2 separate regions of the Mus musculus genome follow, and region 2 is linked to region 1. Evidence: chromatin contacts called from public promoter capture Hi-C data. All regions are on one chromosome and are shown on one strand. The core of a region is the stretch at or near the end of the contact, and the rest is flanking DNA. Distances in the headings are between cores, read along the strand shown. Region 1 overlaps Flnb (filamin, beta). Region 2 overlaps Dnase1l3 (deoxyribonuclease 1-like 3).

What was found. Capture Hi-C pulls out chosen DNA fragments and counts their contacts.
Region 2: a contact with region 1 is called in a promoter capture Hi-C map of adipose tissue. The contact joins two enhancer-like sites. A contact is called at or near these places in 3 of 484 Hi-C or Micro-C datasets (CD4 T cells, the CH12 cell line and bone marrow-derived macrophages), 10 of 115 datasets of contacts at active chromatin or transcription factors (craniofacial prominence, double positive thymocytes, embryonic hindbrain and 7 more) and 2 of 9 other capture datasets (adipose tissue and pancreatic islet).

The regions. Positions count from the first base shown.
Region 1 is chr14:7,830,281-7,833,801 of GRCm38.p6, reverse strand. All of the region lies in intron 1 of Flnb (filamin, beta), which reads right to left. Among named protein-coding and RNA genes, the nearest start is that of Flnb, 14 kb to the right of the region's middle. Within about 2 kb of position 1,406, at least 73 of the 459 cell types and tissues checked have an H3K27ac peak or open chromatin away from gene starts, as enhancers often do.
Region 2 is chr14:7,976,381-7,979,923 of GRCm38.p6, reverse strand. Dnase1l3 (deoxyribonuclease 1-like 3) reads left to right here. Exons shown (of 8, transcript NM_007870.3): 5 at 2,688-2,800. Among named protein-coding and RNA genes, the nearest start is that of Dnase1l3, 16 kb to the left of the region's middle. Within about 2 kb of position 2,278, at least 30 of the 459 cell types and tissues checked have an H3K27ac peak or open chromatin away from gene starts, as enhancers often do.

The DNA of each region.
Region 1 (3,521 bases), core at 157-2,656:
CAGATAAAGGGGGAAACCACTGTAAATTACTAATGTAATCAGAGCTGCGTGGCTACCAGTCATGATGCATCAGAGATGTGGTTCTCCCCGCAGGTCCAGTCCTCCATCAGGTCTGAGCAGGCCAGGAGAAGGGCTTAGCATTAGTGCGCTCATGGTTACTTTCCACAAGCTCAGCTGCTCATTTCCCCCTTTTACTACAAGCAGAGAGGCCTCCTGCTGAGCAGAGGCAAGCTGGCTGCTACTTTATAACACTGTTTTGGGTTTATTTATGGTTACCTTCCATTTACTCAGTGATGTTGCTTTTCCATTATGATAGTGACACAAAGTCTCCTTTTCAATTACATCTGTTGTAAAAGTGAGTCAACTGCAGGCGGAAATAAAATTAAGTGAGGATGAAATGGACACCGCCATAGAATGTAAAAGTAGGAGAGGGGAGGTGGCTCCTTTACTGTCCAGAGTGAGTCCAGGAGAGGCTGGCCTCATTCCGTTCTTGTTTTTTTACAGACACAAAAGTAAGGTCAGAGAAGGGGGTCCTAATGAATTTAGCGATAGACCTGGGAATAGGAATAGCTAGCATGGAGCCAGGCAGTGGTGGCCCACGTCTTTAATCCCAGCACTTGGAAGGCAGAGGCAGGCGGACTTCTGAGTTCGAGGCCAGCCTGGTCTACAAAGTGAGTTCCAGGACAGCCAGGGCTACACAGAGAAACCTGTCTCGGAAAACAAAACAAAACAAAACAAAACAAAACAAAACAAAACAACCAAACCCACCCCACCCCTGCCAAAAACAAACAAACAAACAAAAACAACAACAACAACAACAAAACCAAAGAAAAGAAAGAATAGCTAGCCTGAGCCTTGGCTAAACAGCTGCTGATGCTATTGATACATTGACCTGCCCGAGCTGGAGAAACAAAAGCCATTGTGCCCCGTTGACTGACTCATTCCTTCCTGTGCTTAAACAGATCTGCCTTCCTCACTCAAGAACCTTTACCAACTCTACCTTTGGGAAAAGGGCTGGATGTTCCCTGGGCACAGAAAAGAAAATGATGATTATTATGTTGTCCTATCAGTCAGGAGTCTAACCTACCCATGGAATCAGCAGGCAAATGGAGGAAGCAAGACGCAAACACATCCCTTCAGCCTGGTAGCGGGGAGAACTGAGGACACTGCAGTCACTTCCCAGATCCACTCCTACATTAGAATCCACAGAATTCACTATGGCAGCCTCCTACGCCCATCCCGATCCAGCAACCTTCAGGGATCTTCAGGGTAGTTCCCGAGCATTACTGTTAAAGTACTACCATAAGCTTCATAGCACAAGGTTGGACTGTGCTAGGGTTAAGGGCATACCTAGGACAGTGAAAGTGCTGGTGCCAGGTGGCACAGGCTGCCCTACAATGTCCCAGACATAAGAGCCTGGATTAAAGTGAGAGAAATTGATACCCAGGGCCAAGTCCTGGACTGCTAGTCTTCTATCCGGGTGCTGGGTGGAAACAGATGGCTCACTTTGCTACTTTGATCCACATGAAAGCATGCAAGGCAGTCAGCATGGCCTTGTGGTTGCAGAGATTGATACTGGAAAGACCTTCTTGTCTTTCTAGCTCCCTACTGCTCCTAATTTCCACTAAATCCTGACAAGACAGCAGGAGCTGCACCCAGGACATTAGCAGAATGCACTTGTTTTTGCAAGATAAAGTGGAACCAGTGCTATGGACAGAATCAGCTATCATTTCCTGGGTGCTTGCTAGGAGCTAGACACACCAGAGTGTCTTTTTCTACCCCACAACTACATGAGGGAGAATGTTGTGGGGGGAGGGTTGTCCCTCACTTCCTTTGGAGCCCAGACTGGCTTTGAATTCACCTGCCTCAGACTCTCAAATGTTACCTCCCTCCCCTCCCCCTTCTGGTAGAGTCTATGTTGCCCAGGCTGGTTTCAAACACTCATGCTCAAATGAGCCTCTAAACCTGAGAAGCACCTGGGATTACAGATCACCTTGCCTGTCTGGAGAGCAGGAGAGAAACATCTTCCTGTGGCCAGTCAGAGCCAACAAAAAGGTGATCAGCATATTACAATTCTTTCAAAGGCCATCTCTTATACAGACAAGGCAAAAGCAAACATGCAAGAAAAGAGAGGGGGAAATGGCCCAGTCAAGAAAAGTGCTTGCCTCTAAAATATGGAGGTCAGAGTTCAATCCCCAGCACTCATATAAAAAGCCGTCCTACCTGCCCCCCCCCACATAAGCACATACACACAGCATCAAAAGAAATAAATAAAACCTTTAAAAGAAGGTTGTGAGATAGCTTAGCAGACAAAGGTGTTTGCCCTGCAAACCTGGCAACCCAAATTCAATCTCTAAGACCAAACTGTAGGAGAGAACCAATTCCCACAAGTTGTCCTCCAGCATCTCCTGAAGTGATGTGATGTGACAATGCATGCCTGCCCTGGCCAATCAAGTACTCACTCGCACATGCAATAACAACAAATACATCCTTTAAAAAACAAAACAACAAACAAACAAACAAAAAACAAAGAAGGTTGGCAAGATGCCCGAGCAAGTAAAGATGCCCACTGCCAAGCCTGAAGATGACTCAGATTCCATCTCTACAACATACACGGTGGAAAAAAACAGAACTACCCCCCCAGAACTATCCTCTGACCTTTACACATGGGGTGTGACTCACATACACATATACACATGTGCACAGGTACACACTCTCACACACGTACACACACACATGCTTTAAATTTGAAAAAAAATGGGGGGGGGATATTGTAAGAGACAAAAAGAATGGATTAATGAAAGAAAAGGTGAAGAGCAAAGGAGCCAGTAGGGAAAAAAAATTAAAAAAGGAAAATGATTGTCCAAACTGTGGTGGTTTGGATGAAAATGCCCACCAAAACCTCGTATATCTGAATGCTTGGTCCCCACTTAGTAGAAGTGTTTGGGAAGGATTAGGAGGTGTGGCCTGGGATGGGCTTTGAGCTTTTAAAAGCTATACCATTCGCAGCTCTCTTGACCTCCTACATACAGATAAGATATTAACTTTCCTCTACTGTCCCAGCACCATGCCTGCTTGCCTGCTGCCATGCTCCTCACCAGACTCCAACCTTCTATAAATTACCTTGGTCATGGTGTCTCATCAATGAGAAAGCAACTAAAATACAAACTGATAAGAAAAGTAGAAGAATCTGTCAAGAGTACTTGGCATTGCCAGGAGTGGTGGCTTCTGCCTTTTATCTATGCCTTAGGAGGCTTGCCCCAAGTTTTGGACCTGCCTAGGCTACAGTGTGAGATGCTGTCTTTTTTATTTTTTATTTTTTAAAAAGGCATTAGCTTTTAATCTCAGAACTTGGAAGGCAGAGGCAGGCAGATCTCTGAGTTCAAGGGCAGCGTGGTCTACAGGACAGCCAGAGCTACATAGTTAGATCTGTCTCCAAAAAACAAAAACAAACAAACAAAGAACAAAACAACAACAAGTAAAAGTGCCATCATTCTTTCTATCTTTAAGGCAAGATTGCC
Region 2 (3,543 bases), core at 1,029-3,528, 150 kb before region 1:
GGAGCTTGGCTTCCTGAGCTGATGGGATTGGCTAGTTCATAATCAGTGTAAAGGGAAGGGTATGGCAAGGGCTCAGTGATGTTCAGGGCTTGGGCAAACTGGCATGTCTGAGAGTTCACAGATGGCAGAGGTTTATGGAATATTGTCTCATTGCAGGCTAGCCACCATCATTTCTGTTCTCACATTCCCACTGTGAGGCTTGACAGGGGCTGTCTCACAGCCTCCCACATGAAGCAGGGTGGGGTCCGGGATGAGAATGAGGGGGTGCCTCTCATCACAGTTCCTGCAGGCATGGCAAGCCATGGCTCCCAAGCCCACCACACTGCTCTCTCTCTCTCTCTCTCTCTCTCTCTCTCTCTCTCTCTCTCTCTCTCTCTCTCTCTGTGTGTGTGTGTGTGTGTGTGTGTACACATGTGCCCAAGAAGGCCAGAGATGTTAAATGCCCCTGGAACAGAGTTTAGGCAGCTGTGAGCCAACATGGGTGCTGGAAAACGAACTCCAATCCTCTGCCAGAATAGTAATGCTCTTCATTGCAGAGCCCTCCCTCCAGCACCTTCTTCCTTTGTTGTTGTTTTTTGAGACAGGGTGTCACTATATAGACCAGAGGCCCCACACTCACAGATAGAACTTGCCTCAACCTCCCATGTGCCAGTAATAAAGCTGTATGCTGCCATGATCTGCTTTCTAATTTTTTGTTTTGTTTGTTTTGTTTTGTTTTTTGCTTTTATTCTTCCTTACATAAGGACTATAAACTTGCCAGCCTCCATTTTTCATTTTCTTTTTAGTACAAAAGCCAAACATATTATCAGAGTCCATAGTCAGGGTCTAGGACTCACAAAAAATCAGGTCTGCCACTTGGCACCTAGCACCTAGCACCCCAAGAGTCCCACCTGAGATGGTGGTGGGGAAACAAGAAAGGCACAATTGCTGCTGTGGCAACAGCAGGAAGCAGGTGGCAGTGTCCTGAGCCCTGTCCTGGGGGACTCTGGCAAGACCCCCAGAAAGCAGAGAGAGGCAGCAAAGAAGAGAAGCCAGGGGAGGTAGAGCTGGACACTGGTCAGCAGTCCTGGTCATGATGTCACATGAGTGTTGTGACTGGCCCCAGGGGGCAACTTGGGTGTCCTGGAGGACATTGCTACTACCTGGGGTTTCTGCCTAGGTTTCCGACAGGGCTTGACCTGCCTGCAGGGTTCACTGTTTCTGGAATGATGAGAACATCTGTCTTCAGTCTCAGGGGATGAGAGACTTGTTGACTCCTTAAATGGTGATCATGTCAACTCAGAATCGGAGCCAAAGTTTAAGGTAGCAGAGGAGACAAAAGCAAAATAAATGCACATATGCCGGGCATTCATCTTGCCTTAGTCACCTTGGACACCTACAGCCCCAGAAGGCCACTTTAAACAAAGTAGTCACTAAGGCCCTATCACAAGTTACCTTTTGTCTGTCTGATCTAAGTCACCCTTTTCATTTTTGAGGCAACAAGAAGACCTTAGATATCCTGACAGTGCAGATCAAACTTGTTCCAAGGATCTCAACACCCCTAAACAGCAGGAAATAGTCTGACAACCACTTCCTGTTAAGGGCCCACTAATACTGCCTGAGAAACTTCTGATCCTTCTGTCTCAGCTTCCCAAGTTTAGGAATACAGATGTGTGCCCCCCCACCCAGATGAATTTATTACTCTTAGAAAAGAATGATACTGCCATAAAACATAAACAGTTTTTATTACTCCAAATAAACCAAGAGAAAAATTTTGAAAAAGAAAGAGCAGGTGAGACCCTCAGAACCCACATAGGAGAAAACCAACTCTTCAATGTGATTTGTCACACACACACAGACACACATAGTCACACACAAACATACACACACAGACACACAAACAGACACACAGTCACACACACTCATTCACATACACAGACACGGATACACACACACAGATACACACACAGACACACACAGAGATAACACACACAGAGACACACATATAGATTCACACACACACACACACATTTAAAAAGAAAGGAAAAAGAAGGAGAGGAAAGAGAGAACGCACAGTGCCAGCAGGTGCCACCAGCTTCCTTTTAACTGGAGAGAGTACAGATGGGAGGGAGGAGTCTTCTATGTCCTAAAAGAAAACAAGTGTCCTGGTGGCTCTAAGTCCTGAAGTCCCAGCCACTGGCTGGAGCCTGTCTCCAGCCTCCACATGTAGCAGTGCCTCCTAGAAGGGACAGTTTCTCAGGCAGTATTAGTGGGCCCTTAACAGGAAGTGGTTGTCAGACTATTTCCTGCTGTTTAGGGGTGTTGAGTTCCTTGGAACAAGTTTGATCTGCACTGTCAGGATATCTAAGGTCTTCTTGTTGTTTCTTTCTTGCACACAACTACTTAACAAACTGTGACTAGCAGCAATCAGCAATGGGCCAACAACCAACTACGCCTCTTGGGGACCTAACTTTTATATACCCCTCTGAAAAGTCCCCAGAATTCCAAATCAGAATCTATCTGCAGCTGGCAAAATCACACCCCTCACAGAGCACGAGACAAGTCACAGTCAGAGGCTGTGGTCAAACTAAAACAGCCCCATATCTCACACCTGGGATTAAGACAAAAACATATTCTCATAATATTTCCGTGTTTTAAAAAAGAAACCAGAATTCTCACTGTGCCACCTCCTATTTGCCATTCCTCAGCTGTCAAGGACTTCGTGATTGTCCCCTTGCACACAACTCCCGAGACCTCCGTTAAAGAGATAGATGAGCTGGTCGATGTCTACACGGATGTGAGAAGCCAGTGGAAGACAGAGGTGAGGCTCTTGGTGCTTGTTTGTTTCCATCAAGCAACACCCAGTTACTGAGTAGGAGGGCAAAGGGACAGGGTATGTGCGAGCCTCCACAGATTCACTGCCTCCTCCTAGGCGTATCTTCAGCCCTAAACATCCTTCTTGCTAAAGCTGCTTGGGCCTGTCCCAACAGGCCTTGGGAATCCATGCTCTGCTGCATGTATAATGGAGGTCAGCACTGGGCACTGGGGCCCAGGCAGTGTGCTGGGACTACACAAGAACAAGTGAGTTTAATCTTCTCAATAATCTAAACAGGGGCTGGGGAGAGGTGCAATTGATAGAGTACTTGCCCTGAAAACACGAGGGACTGAATTCAATCCCCAGAAACCGTAAAGTAATAGACAACCCCCATACACACACACACACACACACACACACACACACACACACACACACATACAGAGAGAGAGAGAGAGAGAGAGAGAGAGAGAGAGAGAGAGAGAGAGAGAGAGAGCAACAGCACCTAAGGAACACTCCCCAGGTTGCAGGCTGGCCCCCACAAGCATGCCTATATGTGTGCTTGCACATGTGTACAGCCTGCCACACATAAGCAATTCTACAAGTTGTCCCAATTCACAGCTGAGAACTGTGAGGTAGAGAGGTCAGGAGTGTTTCAGAGGCAAGATCATGAAAAGGAGAAGCAATATGGAGGCTGCTCCTCAAGGCAGCCATCACCTCTCCATTTGGAAGGCTCTGAGCTGAGGGTT